Regions from separate parts of the Mus musculus genome. Here regions 1 and 2 are each linked to region 3. Evidence: chromatin contacts called from public promoter capture Hi-C data. All regions are on one chromosome and are shown on one strand. The core of a region is the stretch at or near the end of the contact, and the rest is flanking DNA. Distances in the headings are between cores, read along the strand shown.

Region 1 (3,644 bases), core at 948-3,447, 74 kb after region 3:
GGGGGCTGCTTGGGGCTGGAAGAAAGCTCACTGTGCATGAGACTTTCCTTAGCAGTGAGCTCTGCCTCTTTCCCCTTTTTCCCACCTGGCTGTAGCCGGCTGTACTAGCTAGCTAGAGCCTTACTGGCTCCACTGACCCACACCTGGGCCAGGCCTCTCTTTTTTATCCCTTTATACAGTGTTTCCGGCTGCCCTCCAGGATGCTCCAGGAGGTATGGCACTGAGAGAAACAGTCCACCCACACACCACAACACAGCACAGGGCTGTCAGTGGAGCTCAGGCCTCGTGATTCCCTAGCTCACTCATTACCTAGGAACTAGGTAGAGGGACTTGCCAAAGAGGTGAGGTTGGTAGGAGCAATGCTTGTGAATTCCAGGCTCTGACTCCTCTGGAGAGAGGCCAGATGCTGCCAGAATTCTTTGCTTCTGAGGACAGGTCTTTGAACATCCCAGAGGAATGTGAGTGACACTTCTCACTAATCTAGCAGCAGCAGGACAGGGAGCTCTGTCCTACTTGAGAGGGGCTCTTCTCCTTTCTGTAAGACAGTTTATAGGTGACTCTTCAGAGCATTGATGCCTATCGTTTATTCACTGTTTCTTACATAAGGGTACCCCCTGCTGATGTAAACTTAAGGCTGTTCTGTCTCAGCCTCCCAGCTTCCAAGATTACAAACGTGAGCCATCATTTCTGGCACCAATTCTAAAATACTGATGAATCGGTAAAACTGGCTCATATTTTTAAAAGTGGAAGCTTTAAAGTATCTCAGTCCTATCACCCAGAAATCGCCAGGATAATTAGATGACCACAGCTGCAGATGGTATTCTCCAAGATCCTGGAGATAGTACTTGGAGCCACCAACAGAAAAACTCACTAGAATCATCTTCATGAAAACTCTAGTAAATTATTTATTTTGCTTCAGTAAGAAACGTGCAGTTTCAAATAGAAACCCGGGCTCCTGAGAGCGAGTGCTGTGGCTGAGAATGTAAACTGACAAAGCCCGAGTGCAGAAGGTCGTGCTAACAAGGCACCAACCGGTTTGCTCTCAGTTTATGGGCTGAGAAGTCCGCCCTTCTGCATCTTCCCTCCTGACTGAACATGAGGCGTTGCTGTGAGTTTGCTATTTTGTTGTGTGGTTTCATTCACTAGTATTTGTTGATTGAGCCCTTACTGAGCCAGTGTCGCAGGCGGTGTTTTCAGGAGGTTCATTGCTGGCCGTGCTGCTCCTCTGTGCTGTCCTGTGCTCTCAGTAGCTCTGCAGGGCCAGCCCTGCATCCCTGGGCTCTGGGTTGCTCTGCTCTGACCCTGTGTGTGTAGTTTTTGCCTGAGATGTGGTTTGGTTCTTCATACTGCATAGTGGCTGCTGCCAGTGTCTTTTTATGAAGGGACTGGATAGATGCATTTTTTGTAGAGTGGATAAGGGCTCTACTCCCTGAAGCCTGTTGTGGCCCTGTAGGGTTGCTTGGCTTTCTTCTCCCATGGCAGAACAGTGCCACCACCACCTGTCCTCCGAGACAGGACCTTGTCTCCTCTGGTCTGAAGATTGATACTAATTGCTGACCTGTCTAGACATCTCTGTCTAAGCTGGCCTCTTTGTGAGGCAGACTTTTCTGGACCTCAGATGCTTGTGCACTGCAGGCTGAAGTTGGCCTGCAGTCTAGGGGGAGGCTCTGTCAGGTCCTTGCTCCTGTGTTGCTGGCTTTGCCTTCCTGGGGTGACAAGTGTCTGAATGTCTGTCCATCTTTGGATGCTGCTTGCCTTGGCTCTGTCACTGACACCCAGCAGCTTCTTCCTGACTCCTGACTTTTCTCAACATTAGGGACACGCTCTGATTTTTTTTCTGTGGAACTGGCAGTGAGGTAGCTTTCTCTTCTGGGTTCACTGTTTTTGTGATACACTGTGTCCCTTATGCCATCCCTCTTACTCTACCTGTGCACAGCATATTTCCCCCCTGCTCATTTTAATACTCAATAAGTCTTAATACTGACTTGCTGTGGATATTTTCCTATGGAAGCAGCCGCCACCCCCAATCCATCTGCAGATCTGAAAGTCTGCCTGTTCCATGGGATGACTATTCTCTGGCCTTCTGGTACCAGATTGTGGGCAGCAGAGATTCAGGCTGAGCTAGGGCATTACCTTGTTGGGACCTGGACTCTGCTTTGAGTTGTTTCAGCTTTCCAGGGTCAGTGCTCTTGGCTTACCCCTGGGCTTCCTAGAAGGCCTTCTGGCCTCTTGTTTACAGTCAGCCCCTGGGGACAGGAGTGGCCCTGGGCTCCAGTGCTCAGTGCTGCTGTGTAGGGATGCTGCCTTCTCTCCAGGGTTTCCTTGCCTGGGGGCCTGCTGTTTCAATCCAGCTGCTGCTGCTGCTTCCTTTCTCAGCCTTAGCACCAGCTCCTTGGAAGGCAGTCCCTGACAACTGTCCTGTGCCACATGAAACCAGTTTGGATTTCTTCACTGTTTATTCATTTCCCCTAGCCCCAGGGAGGACCCTTCTAGTGTGAGCAAGGGCCTCAGTTTCTCCTGTCTGGCTCACTGGTCTGCAGAACGAGCCACACAGGAGTAAACTACTGGAGTATGCAGGTCACTTCTGCTTTCTCTACTGGTGTACTGAGAGAAACCTTTGCACCTGTTGGGTTATTTTCTCTCCCTCTGTCTTAATTCCTGCCTTTTCTTTCTATATTTTTGGTAAATTTCCACTGTTAGGGTCTCCCTTTTCTCATAAGGTCCTTTTTGTCATCTTGAGTGAGGGCAGAAACTACTGCCCTGGTCCCAGTTTCCGTATGTGGGGCTGTGTGCAGAGTGGTTGACAGTGGTACCAGGACTCTACTCAGTGGCCAGTGTCACACAGGAGAGGCCCAAGCACCTGTCACATGCAGGTGCAGCCGTGATGCTTCCTTCCAGTCTGAATGCAGCAGCAGAGCTCTCTGCATAGTGCCTGGGCTTGTGTCTCTAAGGAGGCTGAGTGGCTGGTCTGCTGAGAGGGAGGGAGTGGCTGTTCAGGGACTAAGTCATTGAGAATCACACACCCTCCATGTGGAAGGGTTTCCTAAGCAAGGAGGTATTTCTGAGCAAGATGGGTGTCTGTGTCTGAGTTTGTTGCTCATGGCATGAAGGGGATCTGGGATGTGTCCCTTATATCCAGTGCAAAGTGGCTCAGTCCTGCTCTCTGCTGCATTTCAGTATGCTCAGTGCCTAAGTACTGGCACTGCTTCATCTGGTCCAGCGCTTACCAGACTTCCCTCTATAGAGACCAAGGGGCTGTAGTAGGTAGCCATGTCAGAGGCATTGCTAGCACTGCGGCAGGAAGTGCGTACTCTAGTTAACGCTTTGTTCATGGCCTACCTGCTGTTGAGAAGTGATGCTCTTGCTTTGCCTGAAAGTGGCTTCTCGGTGCCCTTGGGGCTTGCTCTGCCTGGGGCATAGTCTTGAGTCTTGGAGCATGCACATAGAGCCTCTTAGAACCCCTCCCTCGTTAGGCTCTGGAAGGCTCTTAGACATCTATCTGTTCAGAGTCCAGATTGGTAATGTTGATCAGAAAGTTGAGGAGCCCTCCCTTTTTTTTTTTTTTTTTTGGTTTTTTCGAGACAGGGTTTCTCTGTATGGCCCTGGCTGTCCTGGAACTCACTCTGTAGACCAGGCTGGCCTCG
Region 2 (3,570 bases), core at 787-3,286, 110 kb after region 3:
TTTCCTCAAGACTTCCCTTCGTCTCCTTGGGTAGAGCTGCCCACCTGTTTCTGCCTTGCCCAGGGTGGCCCCACTTTTTAAAACAGCAGGTGGTCCCAGTCTAATTGATTAACCAAAGTCGGGGTCTAGTTGCTTGAATCGATGGCTTGATGTGTCTCCACATGGCTTGATGTGTCTCTGCATGGACAACACTAGAGTTTGGGGTTTGTCACATGGCAGAGCCCCTGGGGAGGGGATGAGGGTCCTTATGAATGGGTGGAGGGAGTGTTTCTGCTAGGCCATCCTGTGAGACCACATCGCCCTTCCTCTCTTTGCCCTGTGCCCTCATCCATGGGAAGATGCTGCTGAGAGAAGCAGCCATGAACACCACACTGCAGGTGCTCACCACTACTGAGCCTTGATCGTCAAGTGTTGTGTTGTTTATTAATTCTCCAGTCTGGGGGTAATTCGCTATAGTTACACAAAGGGTTGAAGTCAATGCTTTTGAGCTAGACAGTAAACACACTGACAGGTCAAACCAACAGGATGTCAAAGAAATGGGTCTGATTTTCAGCAAGAAGGTATTCTAATGAGAGACAAAGAAGGACACTTCCCAGGAAAGACTGTGCCCTGTGGAGGGATCCTGGCACATGTGTTCGTTAAGGTTTCCTGGCTTAGGTAGGGAGCAGGTCAAACTGATTCATCGAGGGCCCATCTCCATCTCTCCCTGTCACGGTGCAGACTGCTGACATCCACAACAGGGATGTGAGACACATGAAATGGTAGTCTTTTCTATCAAACACTGCACAACTTTTGTTCTTGTCAAGGAATTAAAATCTGTTACATTCTTCATCTTCTAAACCCTTTATGCAGACGTTTTAACCCTTACACCCTTTAAAAACATTTGTTTACACAAAGGTCCTGCTGCATTTTTGGAACTTAAGCTACTTACGTGGTCCGCCACTTCCCACTTCCCATAATTCCCTTTACAACCCTTTCTCTTCTTGAAACCCTTTAATTGGAGTGGCGGTCCTTCTGCAACCCTGAACTTATTTCTAATGATGACAAGGGACATTTTTTTATTCAGGTCACTTTGCAGCCTCTCACCATGAAGATATCTGTGTTTCCCATGGTCAGCCTGTGAGGACAGTGGATTTGTAAGAGAACAGGTGTCTACCAGAATGGCAGCGCATGACATGCACCTTAGATGGATTTGTTCTGGAATTCTCCCTTGATAATACTCTTCAATCCTTTATGCCTGTCTTATGGACAAGAATATCAAAGTATTAAGACTCATTAAAGTGCTGACTCACGCTACGGAGTGACATCTGTGTGGCAGATGATGTTCTGGAGGGCAGACGCCATGGCTCAGCAGCTGGGGACATTTGCTGCCAGGTCACATGATTTGAGTTGATGCCCAGGCGCCGACATAAAGGCGAGAACAGATTCCATGGAGCTCTCCTTTGACAGCTACATGGTTATCTTGTCATGAATGTCCAAGCTTACACACTTATAAACCCAGGGACCTCTCCCTTCTAAACTGACACCTCTTCCCACTACTTCGACACCTCCTCCCCTTAAAAATCCTTAAATGTAAGGAATTTCCGTTGTTCTACGTGCCCGTTAAATTTCCTATCCCAGCATCTCACCCGTGCATGAACTGTGGGCTTTAATTAATAAAAGGATCTCCACCTGAAATCTTCCTTAGCACCCGCACTTGATTTTTATTACTAAGAAAGAAAGAAAGAAAGAAAGAAAGAAAGAAAGAAAGAAAGAAAGAAAGAAAGAAAGAGAAAAAAAGAAAAAGAAAAGAAAAGAGGTGGCTGAAGATGGTGATGGCCACGCACCATTGCAGGAATAGGAATGGCTTGCGAGAGTGAGAATGGCCCAGATCCGCCTATAATGATTTTCGTCTGAGATGAATATTTAGTTGCGCTCGCAGCCTCGGAATGCTGGGAGTTTTTCACAGCACTTGGGAGGGAGCCAGAGCGCGCCTCTGCTGACAGACCTGAGAGCCTCTCTAAATTTATCCTGTTTCCTGCTGTGCTAGATCCAATTTGACTTTGAACTTTAAGAAAAAACGGTTCCGTGGGTTACATAACTGGCGGATGTGAGCCCAGAGGAGGTGACTGGAGCTTGGAAAAAGAAGGAAAAGGGTTTCTCTTGCTCCAAGGCAGGTGGTGCTGGCGACTGCGAGGCAGGGTGGAGGAGTGGGTGGCGGCCCCCCTCCCCCGCCCCCTTCCCGGCTTCCCTCTGAGTCAGGGCTTCTTTTCCTGTCTGCTCTGCACCCATTGCTTCATGGCTCTGCAGGGGCCTCGCAGATTAATCTGGGACAAATTTAAGATGTGAGCACTTTAAGGCTTTGCTGCAGTCTTCTCTCCATCTTGGCTGCTCGTTGGGCTCACCTGGGAGCTCCTGAGAATGAAGATGCGATTCGGGATCCCGTTACAGCGATTCGGATTTAATGAGGCTGGGGTGGGGCCTGGTGAGAAACAGGTTTCAAAGCTCTCTCTTGGCAGTTCTGATTTATGACGAGGTCTGTGCTCAGTTGATTGAAGGTGTTGCTTTCACAGACAACTCTTTTCATGAGGAAGAGAAACCCCACACGCCTTCCTTCTGACTCTAAATCCGGAGGCGCGAGTTCTCAGCACCTTCAAGAAACGTAGGTGCAATGCATCATGGTTTTAGGTGTCCTTTTGCCTTGAGCCACTGACTGGTGTTTCTAACACTGTTTAAAGCCACAAACACTTCCAAAATGACCCTTTAGCTTTGCGCTGTGTTGGAACCCAAACAGGATTGCTTCAGAGGGGTTTCTGAATCCCTAATAAAGTCATCTATCTGCGTTTCTTATTTGCCTTTTTGTTGAGTGTGTTATCCGGGAAAACTCGTTTGGCTTACTAATCAATCTCATTAGTAAAAGAATTAGAGACTTGGAAGGAAGCGCAGGAACAATTTTCTTAGAGTTTGAGAGCAGCAATAGTGGTCAGCAAGCAGCTGCAGCAAGCTACTGGGAACAGCAGGGCAGAGAAGAAGCTGTGTATAAATAGCCACAGGGTGGATGCCATAGTAGCTCAGCTGTTACAATGTCGCGGCATAGCGGCCTCAAGTGAACCGCTCAGGGCAGAATGCCATTTTGTTGGCTGTGTCTGTGAGGCATTTTCTTAATTGCTAATTGATGTCGGAGCCACTGTGGGTGGTACCACCCTGGGGCAGGTGATCCTGGGCTCTCCAAGCGGGATAGGTGAACGTGAACCTGGGGACAAGCCAGAGAACAGTATTCTTCTGTGGTGTCTTTTTCAAGCTTCTGGCCCGAGGTCTTGCTTTTGATTTCCTGTGTGATGGACTGTAACTTGTCAGCTAAGATAACCCCCTTTCTCACTAAGTTGTCACTGGTCACAGCAACTACAACAAAGGAGGAGCAGCCGTGTGGTGGCCAGTGTCAGAGGTATAGTTGGGGAGGGTGGAGGCGCCTGAGTAAAAGCACGGGAGCTGAGTAAAAGCACGGGAAAGGACGCTCAAGCTTTGGCCAGTGTCTGAAAGAATAAACAGGAAGAAGGAGAAAGAGAGCTTACAGGTTTCTGAGTAACTCAG
Region 3 (3,342 bases), core at 222-2,721:
TCCACAGAGCAAGTGAGGCCACTTCTTTTGAATTCAGCCTCATTCCAGTTCTCAAGATGTCGGCAGAATGCTGCCAGTCTTTGCCACAATGTAGCATCATAAATGGCTTCTAGCCCAGTTCCTGATATTGTGTTCCCCTCTGGGATAGCATGAAGCAGGTCTCTACTATCTATGTTTCTCTTGGGAATCTGGACTTCTGAACTCCCAACAGGATAGGCCAGTAAGTTTTGCTTACATCTTTCTCCAGCTTCTCCAGCATGAAGTTCCAACTCCCACTGTGAGCCAGTTAGGAGTGTGGCGATCAAGGTTATCTTTGCACCACTATTTTTTTTTTTTTTTAATGTTTAGGATAGTGATTTTTTGGGTTTTTTTTTTTAGATTTATTTATTTATTATTTGTAAGTACACTGTAGCTGTCTTCAGACACTCCAGAAGAGGGCGTCAGATCTTGTTACAGATGGTTGTGAGCCACCATATGATTGCTGGTATTTGAACTCCAGACCTTCAGAAGAGCAGTCAGGTGCTCTTACCCACTGAGCCATCTCACCAGCCCCGGTTTTGTTTTTTGTTTTTTTTTTTTTAAGATTTATTTATATGAGTATACTGTAGCTATTTCCAAACACACCAGAAGAAAGCATCAGATCCCTTTACAGATGGTTGTGAACCACTATGTGGTTGCTGGGAATTGAACTCAGGACCTCTGGAAGAGCAGTTAACCCTCTTAACCACTCCAGCCCGCACCGTTGCTATCTTTGTAAATGCCTTCATTTTGCTCTTATATATAGCAATGCTGTACCCCTCCTTCAAAGTAGTTTTGATTGGTTATTTTTCTCCTCCCTGTAACAAAAATCACTATTTGAGAGGACAGCACACCCTGCTAGCATGACTGGTAGTAACTGGTCATGTTGTGTCAGCAGTTGGAAGGCAAAGGGCAGTGAACTCTGCTATCAGGCTGGCTTTCTCCTTTTATTTAATCCAGGACCCCAGGCTGTGGAACAGTGCCTCTTCTAACTCCATTAACCTGTGCACACTTGTCCAAATGTTTGTCTCCTCTGTGTCTGTGGACCCTATCAAGCTGACAATCAGTTTTTAACCATCTTAGATACATTTTTTTAAAGGCTTTAAAAATTCCACAAGTTAAATTCAGTGCATGTCTTGGATGAACACACATGCTAGTTTTCTCCCAATCTCCAGCATTGAGGAAAGCTGGTCTCTCAGAAGGGAAATGAGGTAAACCCAGGGTCTGGACTTTCCTTTATGCTTTCCTTTATGACTATTTAAGAGCCAAATCATGTAGATATAATATCCAAAATCCAAATATAAGAAGAACTAGTGAGTCCACTCTAGATACAGAAAGCCTTATCACAGCATTTGATATGTTTAGGAAAAAACATGTTATTTCCAGGATAAGGAAACCTAGGAGCCTATTCTGAAGGGTCTGTTTACTATGAGAGGGCACCCTGTGGCCTGGCAAATTGAACAGTTTCCTGAGGGCACACAGCGCTGATAACAGTTGCAACACCATTTGGCCTTCACATTTTTAATATTGCAGAAAAATCAGATTTGGCTTTTGATATCGGAGTAATTTTTTTTTATTGTTGTTGCTGTTATAAAGCAGAGTTTTGGCGTTTTACTTTCCCGGTGAAAATAGCTGGTGTGACACGTACACTTTCAGTGATGACCACTTCTGAGAGCCTCTTTCCTAACCTCCATGCAGGAGCAGACGTGAATGCATCTTCATTAAAGTCTCGCACGCCGCTCCCTAAAAAAGGAACACTCTTGATGGCTCTAAGAAACATCCCAGGGAAAGAGACCTCAGAGGTGCTGGGTGGGGGCCAGCGAGAGCCGTGTAGTTTGTAACCCCTGGGGATGGAAGCTAAGGGGATGAGTGGCCAAGTGACTGAGGAGAGCTGACTCGGGGGCTGGGAGCAGGTTAATGGGGTGAAAGCCAGGGACGTGCACTACAGATCCAGAAGGAAAAGGAAAGACGAGGAGCAGAGTCAACGATCCTAACCTCCATGCCTACTCCCCAGGGGTAAGGTGTGTAGCCAGTAAGCATGTGCCTCTCCTTATATGGAGGGGAAGCCTTGAGCATTTCCTCATGCAGTTTTCCAGAGGAAAAGGGGAGATAAACCTACTTGCAGGCTAGTTCCCTGTTCAGGTCATTCGTGCAGGCTATTTCCCCCATCCAGATCATACGTGCAGGCTATTTCCCCTGTCCAGGTCATACGTGCAGACTATTTCCCCTTTCCAAGTCATACGTGCAGGCTATTTCCCTCGTCCAGGTCATACGTGCAGGCTAGTGCCCCTGTCCAGGTCATACGTGCAGGCTAGTTCCCCTGACCAGGTCATAAGTCCTGTTTTCTGTTCCTGTCATGGTAAAAACACAGGTTGAGACCACGAATTAGGTCAGAGTGTTTTGGGTAGAATGGCTGTCCATAGCATGCTCAAGGAAGCAGCCTACTGCCACTGCTCGCACTGGTACATGTGGTGTTGCTGTGAGCCACTGCTCACACTCAGGCTGACATCAGTACAAAGGATCGAGGTGTGCTGTTCAGCTGAGCATGGCTTTCTTAAGTCTTGTCAGTTATTAACTATAATCATCTTGTTTATTCTTCAGGCTTTGCCCTGTGGTTAGTGGGCATGGTGATAAATATCCACTCAGACCACATCCTGCGGAATCTGAGAAAACCAGGGGAAACTGGATACAAAATACCCAGGGGTAAGCATGGAGGGAAACTGGATACAAAATACCCAGGGGTAAGCATGGAGGGAAACTGGATACAAAATACCCAGGGGTAAGCATGGAGGGAAACTGGATACAAAATACCCAGGGGTAAGCATGGAGTTGCTACACAGTTGCTTTGCACACTGCCCACTTGCCTTCCTTTCTCAGCTCTGCAAATTCACAGCCTCACCGGGCAGCATTTCCTACTGACTGAAAGTTTACATCGTGAACCACAGTTAGATCTGGCTTTTTGGAAGATGATTAAGGGGTGAAGGCTGTCAGTGTTTACAGGCAGGACAAGGAGGAGGACGTACAGGCCACTCTGGTACTTCTGGTCCAGCACTGTGATGGAATGGCTTCTTTTATCAAATCTCCATCTTTAAAAGCTATATAAAATATTGGATGAGATTTGTTGTTGTTGTTGTTGTTGTTGTTGTTGTTGTTGTTTAGAAAAACCTTAAAAAATACATTAAGTATACTGCCTGGAAAAGCAGTCATGTGCCAACAGCATCTGAGTGTGTGGAGGAGTTTGAAGAATAGGGTGTAACCGTGAATGACTGGTACCCCTTCCTCTTCACTTATAGCCCAAATCCATGGCCCTTGGTTCATCTGAGA

Evidence for each region. Capture Hi-C pulls out chosen DNA fragments and counts their contacts.
Region 1: a contact with region 3 is called in a promoter capture Hi-C map of liver. The contact joins two enhancer-like sites. A contact is called at or near these places in 2 of 39 promoter capture datasets (cranial neural crest and maxillary cranial neural crest), 3 of 484 Hi-C or Micro-C datasets (CD4 T cells, centroblasts and muscle stem cells), 3 of 115 datasets of contacts at active chromatin or transcription factors (the HPC-7 cell line and embryonic stem cells) and 3 of 9 other capture datasets (adipose tissue, liver and pancreatic islet).
Region 2: a contact with region 3 is called in a promoter capture Hi-C map of liver. The contact joins two enhancer-like sites. A contact is called at or near these places in 1 of 115 datasets of contacts at active chromatin or transcription factors (pancreatic cancer cells) and 2 of 9 other capture datasets (adipose tissue and liver).

Annotation. Positions count from the first base shown.
Region 1 is chr13:69,520,999-69,524,642 of GRCm38.p6, reverse strand. All of the region lies in intron 1 of Tent4a (terminal nucleotidyltransferase 4A), which reads left to right. Among named protein-coding and RNA genes, the nearest start is that of Tent4a, 11 kb to the left of the region's middle. Within about 2 kb of position 2,197, at least 33 of the 459 cell types and tissues checked have an H3K27ac peak or open chromatin away from gene starts, as enhancers often do. A contact at or near this core is called in liver, where this site is marked.
Region 2 is chr13:69,480,742-69,484,311 of GRCm38.p6, reverse strand. No RefSeq gene overlaps it. Among named protein-coding and RNA genes, the nearest start is that of Tent4a, 51 kb to the left of the region's middle. Within about 2 kb of position 2,036, at least 69 of the 459 cell types and tissues checked have an H3K27ac peak or open chromatin away from gene starts, as enhancers often do. A contact at or near this core is called in liver, where this site is marked.
Region 3 is chr13:69,594,295-69,597,636 of GRCm38.p6, reverse strand. Srd5a1 (steroid 5 alpha-reductase 1) reads left to right here. Exons shown (of 5, transcript NM_175283.3): 3 at 2,620-2,721. Among named protein-coding and RNA genes, the nearest start is that of Srd5a1, 15 kb to the left of the region's middle. Within about 2 kb of position 1,471, at least 9 of the 459 cell types and tissues checked have an H3K27ac peak or open chromatin away from gene starts, as enhancers often do. A contact at or near this core is called in liver, where this site is marked.